Linked DNA regions of Mus musculus: region 2 is linked to region 1. The links are chromatin contacts, called in public HiChIP or PLAC-seq maps. All regions are on one chromosome and are shown on one strand. The core of a region is the stretch at or near the end of the contact, and the rest is flanking DNA. Distances in the headings are between cores, read along the strand shown. Region 1 overlaps Gm40009 (a long non-coding RNA gene). Region 2 has its middle 37 kb from the start of Gm36038.

Region 1 (3,129 bases), core at 563-3,062:
TCCACAAGTGGGAGACGTGTCTGGTCTTGTGCCTGGTGGCAAAATGAACTACCCATGAGGAAGAAGGGTAGACTAGTGTTCAGGATGAACAAGACCTTAAGAAAGAAAGAGAGGGGCTGGTGAGATGGCTCAGCGGGTAAGAAGAGCACTGACTGCTCTTCCGAAGGTCCTGAGTTCAAATCCCAGCAACCACATGGTGGCTCACAACCATCTGTAGTGAGATATGACGCCCTCTTCTGGTCTGTCTGAAGACAGCTACAGTCTACTTACGTATAATAATAAATAAAATACAATTAAAAAAAAAGAGTAGTTGAGAGAAAGAAAGAAAGAAAGAGAGAAAGAAAGAAAGAAAGAAGGAAAGAAAGGAAGGAAGAAAGGAGAGGAGAGATGGGGCGTGGAATGCCTGGAGGTTGACCACGCACAGCTTCGAGGGGTCTGGGCTAAGAACAGTTTCATCCTTCAGCCTTCATCCATTTACCCATAATTCCTACCCCACCTCCAGTGTCTGTTAAACACTTGGAACACAGTCACTGTGATGTAAAGTTAACCTTCCAGGGGCTGGAGAGATGGCCCAGCAGTTAAGGGTATTGGCCGCTCTTCCAGAGGAGCGGGGGTTCAATTCCCAGCACCCACACAGAGCCTCACGATCATCTGCTCCTCCAGTTCCAGAGGATCTGAGACCCCTTTCTGGTCTCCCATGGCACCCCACCCACATGGGGTACAGATATACATCCAGAGTCATATACATAAAATAAAGAAATAAAAATTTCAAAAACAGATTGCTAGCATTCCTTCTAGGCTCCGCTCCACAGTTACCTGGCAACAGCACGGTGTGCCAGACTCACTATAAAAGAGGCTGCTTGTCCCCTTCTCACTCTCTTTTTTTTGTTTGTTTGTGCGTTTTTGTTTTTGTTTTGGTTTTGGTTGTTGTTGTTGTTTTGAGACAGGGTTTCTCTGTATAGTCCTTGCTGTCCTGGAACTCACTTTGTAGACCAGGCTGGCCTCGAACTCAGAAATCCGCCTGCCTCTGCCTCCCAAGTGCTGGGATTAAAGGCGTGTACCACCATGCCCAGCTCCCTTCTCACTCTCTTACCCTCTTACTCTCTGCCCCTTCTCTCCCAGCCCCGACTCTCTCTCTCCCCCATCCCAACCCCCCCCCAACCCATATGTTCCTGGCCTGCCTCCCCTCCTCCCCTCCCCCTTGTCTTTCTATATCTCTACTCCCTTCTCAACTCCCCTCCCCATGCCCTAAATAAACTCTATTTGATACTATACCTGTCCTGTGGCTGGTACGTCAGGGGGAAAGGGATGCCACAGCATGGGCCGCAGAGGCACCTCCTCCAACCTCACCATACCGCGCTCTATCAAACATCTCTTTGGCTCCTTTTTCTTTTTTATAAAACACAACACATATAAAGTCAGTGTTGACAGTGTGCTCAAGCTGTCTAAAATACCAGACATGACGTCACAAACAAGACTAGGCCTGGGTATACGTCAGACCCCAGGCAGGCAGGTAGCTACTTAATGCAAAAAAGGCAGATGAAGATTCTCCAATCTGTCACTGGAAAAACTGACCACCCACTGAGAAGAAAGACAAACCCAGTGTCCATCCATTAGACTCTGTGTGAGAAGGTTTTATGTGTGAACGAAGTGTGCATTTGATTGACCTCTGAGTCACACACACACACACACACACACACACACACACACATTCTCATTTGTGTGTTCTTTCTGTTTCTGCTCAGCAGAAAGGAAGGCTCATGGCAAGGGCAGATATTGTTATGCAAACCTGGCTTTCCAGATCCTTCTCCGGGAAGAGGGGTAGATGACTCAGTGTTTCCCTCTGACTCGGTTTTGATTTGAGAGATGTGTCAGGAGAGTCTGGAGGAAGTGACAAGCCAGGGACAGAAGAATAGGAGGGGATTGACCAGAATTGGAAAGAAGAAGGCATTAAGAAGAAGCCTGCCCAGTCTAGGCACTAAGGCCCTGGGGGCCAGCCCTGACCAGGAGCGTATTCTAAGGCGTGAGTGGCCCTGGAGTCTGGAGAGGTCTGGAGGGCCGAGATGAGGAGGGAAGTCTTTCTCAGGAGCGTGAAATGGGTTTGGAAAGGGACTCACCTGACTATTCTAGCAAGATTTCAATGGCAACACTGTGAGAAACCAGATCTGGTGAGTGTCTGGGAGATAGTCACAGGCTCTATGAGGAATGTGAGAATGGCCTGGTTCACACACACATGCACTCACACACTCACTCACACTCACACTCTCACCCACACACACTCACTCAAACACACATACACACTCACACACACTCACATACACTCACACACTCACTCAAACACATATACACACTCAAATATACTCACACACTCATACACACTCACTCACATATATTCACACTACATACATACACTCACTCACAAACATACACACTCAAACATACACACATGCACACATTCACACACTCACTCACATACTCACATAACTCACACACACATACACTCACTCACAAACACACATACTCACACACACGCACACTCTCACACACTCACATAACTCACACACACACACACACACACCTTTTTTTATTAAAAAAATAAAGAATTGTGAGGCACCTTGAGTGTGGGGCTGGAAAAGGCACTCTCTAGTTTCCTTCCAGTTTCTGCAATAAAATACTCTGACAGAAGCAAGGTGGGGGAGAAAGGGCTTTTTTTGCTGCAAGGTTCCAGGTTCAGCCCCATGACAGCTGGGAAGTCCCAGGAAGCAGGACTTGAAGCTCTGCTCACATCCACAGTCAAGCGCAGAGAGGATGGATGCCTGTCACTGCTCAGCTCCCACTTTCTCCTCTCTTATACACTCCAGAACCCAAAGCCAGGGAATGGCGCCACCCACAGTAGACTGAGGGGACTGAGTGGACAGTCCCCTCTCCCGGCGTGGTGGCACACACCTTTAATCTCAGCACTCCGGAGGCAGAGGCAGGCAGATTTCTGAGTTCAAGGCCAGCCTGGTCTACAGAGTGAGTTCCAGGACAGCCAGGGCTACACAGAGAAACCCTGTCTCAAAAAACAAAAACAGAAACAAAAACAAAAACACAAAACAAAACAAAAAACAAAAAACCCACTCCCCTCAA
Region 2 (3,659 bases), core at 1,074-3,573, 110 kb before region 1:
TACGAGGCCCTTGGCTTGATCCTCATAGTAGCACACACACCTGCGATCCCAGCATGCTGGCGACAGAGGCAGGACAATCAAAGTTTGAAGTCCCTCTCAGCTACACAGTGAGTCTGAAGCCAACCTGGGCTTCATAAGACCTTGTCTCCAATAAACAACAAAATTAAACTCAGCAATCTCTCAAGAAATATATTCCTGAGCCAGGCGTGGTGGTGCATGCCTTTAATCCCAGCACTCAGGAGACAGAGGCAGAGGCAGGCGGATTTCTAAGTTCAAGGCCAGCCTGGTCTACAAATAAAAAAAGAAAAAAGAAAAAAGAAAGAAAGAGAGAGAGAGAGAGAGAGAGAGAGAGAGAGAGAGAGAGAGAGAAAGAGAAATATATTCCATGGCATCAAGTCCATACTGCATGGCTTTCAATGCCAGCTCCCCCTGTAGATCCATTCACAAAACACAGTGTGGTTTTAGCTAGGAATCCCCACGTGGGGTTTCCTCTCAGAGAGCCCCTGCCAGCTGCCCCTGCCTGGGTGGACCACAGGGTCTTGCACAAGCCCACCTGATTGGCAGGCATGAACAACCCCGCCTGGGGAGCTTTCGGGGATAATAAAAGGAGGGGAAACAGGATGCGACTTCAGTGTCTCTGGGCTCAATGTGGAAATAATCATTTCTAAGAAAAACAACAAATTAAAAAAAATTAAGGAGCTTCCTGCTGCATGATTTAAGATCTGGTTTGGCTGGAATTACATCAAAAGGCATAAAATACAAACATTTCACAGTGTCTCTCCCATCTTTGTCTCTCTCTCTCTCTCTCTCTCTCACACACACACACACACAGTGGGGGAGGGAATCATATCAAAGCTGAAAAAGAATTTCAAAGTCAACAATCCACCCTGGCTCAAGGTGGGACGCTGCAGGTGAGTGAGGGACTCCCCTGTCATCATAGCAGAGGTTGCTGCCTTGAAGGCTGGGTTGGGGCTCTTGCAGGGTGGTCCCTCACGCAGAGGCCCTGAGGCAGTGGGCTGCCCTTGGAAGGGATCCACTCCTCTGCCCCCTCCTTCTGCCCCACAGAGCAGATGTGCATCCTATCCAACCCCATACCATAATCCAAATAAAGAAACTGAGGCACAGACAGGCTAAGTGGCCAGGCTAAACCATTCACCAGGCTAGAGCTAAGACCCCTGCTCTTTCCTAGTCACACAGAGGAAGACAGAATGTGACCCCTCCCCCCAAGATTCCTTTATTTTATTCCCGAAACTTGCTTCACTGGGCCAAAGGGACTTTTCCAAGGGTCTTCAAGTGGGAGGTGACCTTGGGGACCCCAGGAAGCCTAATGTTGTCATAAAGAAGCAAGCTGGGCATGTGGCTTAGTGGTAAAGTACTTGCATATAGCATATGCAAAATCCTGGGTATGATCCACTTGCCTCTCCTCCCTGGGGAGGGCCAGTAAGAGGGGAGATTCTATTACTATGGAAGTTTGAAGGTGACAGAGGGGGCCATAAGCCAAGAGGTCTGGCAGCTTCTAGAAACTAAAAAGACAGAAGTAATATAGCCTTGAAAGGAACGCAGCCCACCATGCCTTGAATTTAGCCCAGGAGGATACATCTCAGCGTCCTGGCCTTCAGAACTGAAAGATACTGTACTTGTATTGTGTGGTGACTTTTATAGCAGGCAGAGGATCCCGGAACACACAACCCAGGGCCCCACCCCAGAGAAAGCTCTTGGCTTCAGGGATGAGTTCGCTAGTTTGAGGCATACACTTAATTAACCCTCTATCCTGAAGAAAGCCCCATCACGTGCGGTGGTGGTGGTGGTGGTGGTGGTGGTGGTGGTGGTGGTGGTGGTGGTGGTGGTTTTAGATCTGTTGACCAAAGCCTACCAGAAAGTTTTAGTTCTTTAAGAAAACTGGTCTGAGCCAGAAAAATCCCAAACTAGACCAACTGGGAAGAACATAAAACCTGGAGCTCAGGATGTCCGGCTGGATCCATTCGTCTCTCCAGCAAGGTAAGAGGTTTACCCGAAAAGCCTTCCCAAGCGTCTCAACTCGGTGGAAAACAAGGGCTACAGTCGCTTGGCGCCACTGCTCAGTCACCCTGTCGCAATCTGAGGTGCTTTACTGTTTCCAAGGCAAAGAGAAAGCCGAGGCACACCGAAGTAAAAACAAACAGAAAAGAACTGACCCTGTCGGGGAGCTATCCCCCCATCCCCAACCTGGTCCCTGATATCCCGGAGGCTGTGCTTTTGGGATTGGCTCTGAAGCAGATACGGAGTTTCCCAAGGGCTGGGGACCATCTACAGCCAGGCTTTAAGCTCAGTTTACTACGTTAAAGAGAGGAACGAAACCTTTCCCCCCAGCCCAATTGGCAGCTCACATGCAGATGAGAGGCGGAGCCGAAGGGATAATGGAACCCCGGGAGGTGATTGTGGCCCTTGATGTCACGCTGACCTTCATTCAGAGAATGATTTAGGGGACCCCCTCTCTGGTGCCAGGCTAGGTAGGAGGGACAGACAGCGGTTTGAGCTTTCAGAGGCTGTGATGGGGGCTTCAGAGCTATCCTTCTTAGGGCAGAGTGAGAGAAGGTTGGGGGCGGACGTGGCACACGGGTGAAATAGGTGGCAGAGGAAATCGTGATAAGAGAACCTGAAATGTCTGGTCTGGGTGTTTAAAGGCACCCACCAACCCTATCGACCCCTGGTGCGTCATTTATTCCAACAAATAAATATACCCTTGAACCTGACATCACCAAGTCAGTACAGTGACCTGTAGCACACCACAGGGGGAAACTCAAAAGTACAGGATCCCGGGACCCCACCCAGACCTGATGAGCTGGGCCCTGATAATAAAAGGATTCCCCCCAGTGACTTATGGGTGGGTCATCAAGCCTTGGGAACAGCAGTAAGACACTGTTCATGACTACCTGAGTCTAGATTTACAAAGCAGTGGCTTGTACCAAGTGAGGAGACACGTGGGTGGGATAGGGGAGAAAGACAGACCTGAGAGCAGGAAACCATAGAGAGGAAGCAAAGAGACCCCGGGTGGCTAGAGAAGAAGGAGGAGTTGATGAACCTTGGAATTGAAAACCAACCCAGATGGGCTGGAGAGATGTCTCAGCGGCTAAGAGCACTGACTGCTCTTCCAGAAGTCCTGAGTTCAATTCCCAGCAGCCACATGGTGGCTTATAACTACCTGTAATGGGATCCGATGCCCTCTTCTGGTGTGTCTGAAGACAGGGACAGTGTACTCACATCCACTAAATAAATAATATTTAAAGAAAAGAAAGCCAACCTAGGCTAACATATTCCAGGTAGTACCTCCTGGCAGGTTGAGAGACAAGAAAAGACGAGGTCTCAGGCACTGATGCACAATGTGGGGAGGCCACAGACAGGGTGATCACCTCTCAGAAGCCCTTTGCTGAAGTCCTTACTGATTCAAATCTCCACAAAAGCCATGCTCTCGGCACCTTCCTCTGAGTTTTTGCCTACACTGTGCTGGAATTTGAGTAATGGCCAGTTTCCTTTAAATACAATACATGTATGTTGCATTTAATCCCTGGTGACCCTGGATGGATACTCAAAAGCCCCCCAATTGCACAAGCTAACTAAGGGCTCTTGTGTACCACCCACTAAGGGGGTGGGTCCCGGGGGTGGGAAGTGTCACCAGCTTC

The links. HiChIP or PLAC-seq counts read pairs in DNA pulled down with a chosen protein or histone mark.
Region 2: an H3K27ac HiChIP or PLAC-seq map of embryonic stem cells shows a contact between it and region 1, with 15 read pairs. The contact joins two enhancer-like sites. A contact is called at or near these places in 1 of 15 datasets of contacts at CTCF or cohesin (embryonic stem cells), 25 of 484 Hi-C or Micro-C datasets (8-cell embryo, the G1E-ER4 cell line, differentiating embryonic stem cells and 7 more), 5 of 115 datasets of contacts at active chromatin or transcription factors (all in embryonic stem cells) and 1 of 9 other capture datasets (embryonic stem cells).

Annotation. Positions count from the first base shown.
Region 1 is chr2:172,497,689-172,500,817 of GRCm38.p6, reverse strand. Gm40009 (a long non-coding RNA gene) reads right to left here. Exons shown (of 3, transcript XR_867064.2): 2 at 1,276-1,389. Among named protein-coding and RNA genes, the nearest start is that of Gm40009, 5.0 kb to the right of the region's middle. Within about 2 kb of position 1,812, at least 19 of the 459 cell types and tissues checked have an H3K27ac peak or open chromatin away from gene starts, as enhancers often do. A contact at or near this core is called in embryonic stem cells, extraembryonic ectoderm and induced pluripotent stem cells, where this site is marked.
Region 2 is chr2:172,612,660-172,616,318 of GRCm38.p6, reverse strand. No RefSeq gene overlaps it. Among named protein-coding and RNA genes, the nearest start is that of Gm36038, 37 kb to the right of the region's middle. Within about 2 kb of position 2,323, at least 33 of the 459 cell types and tissues checked have an H3K27ac peak or open chromatin away from gene starts, as enhancers often do. A contact at or near this core is called in embryonic stem cells, extraembryonic ectoderm and induced pluripotent stem cells, where this site is marked.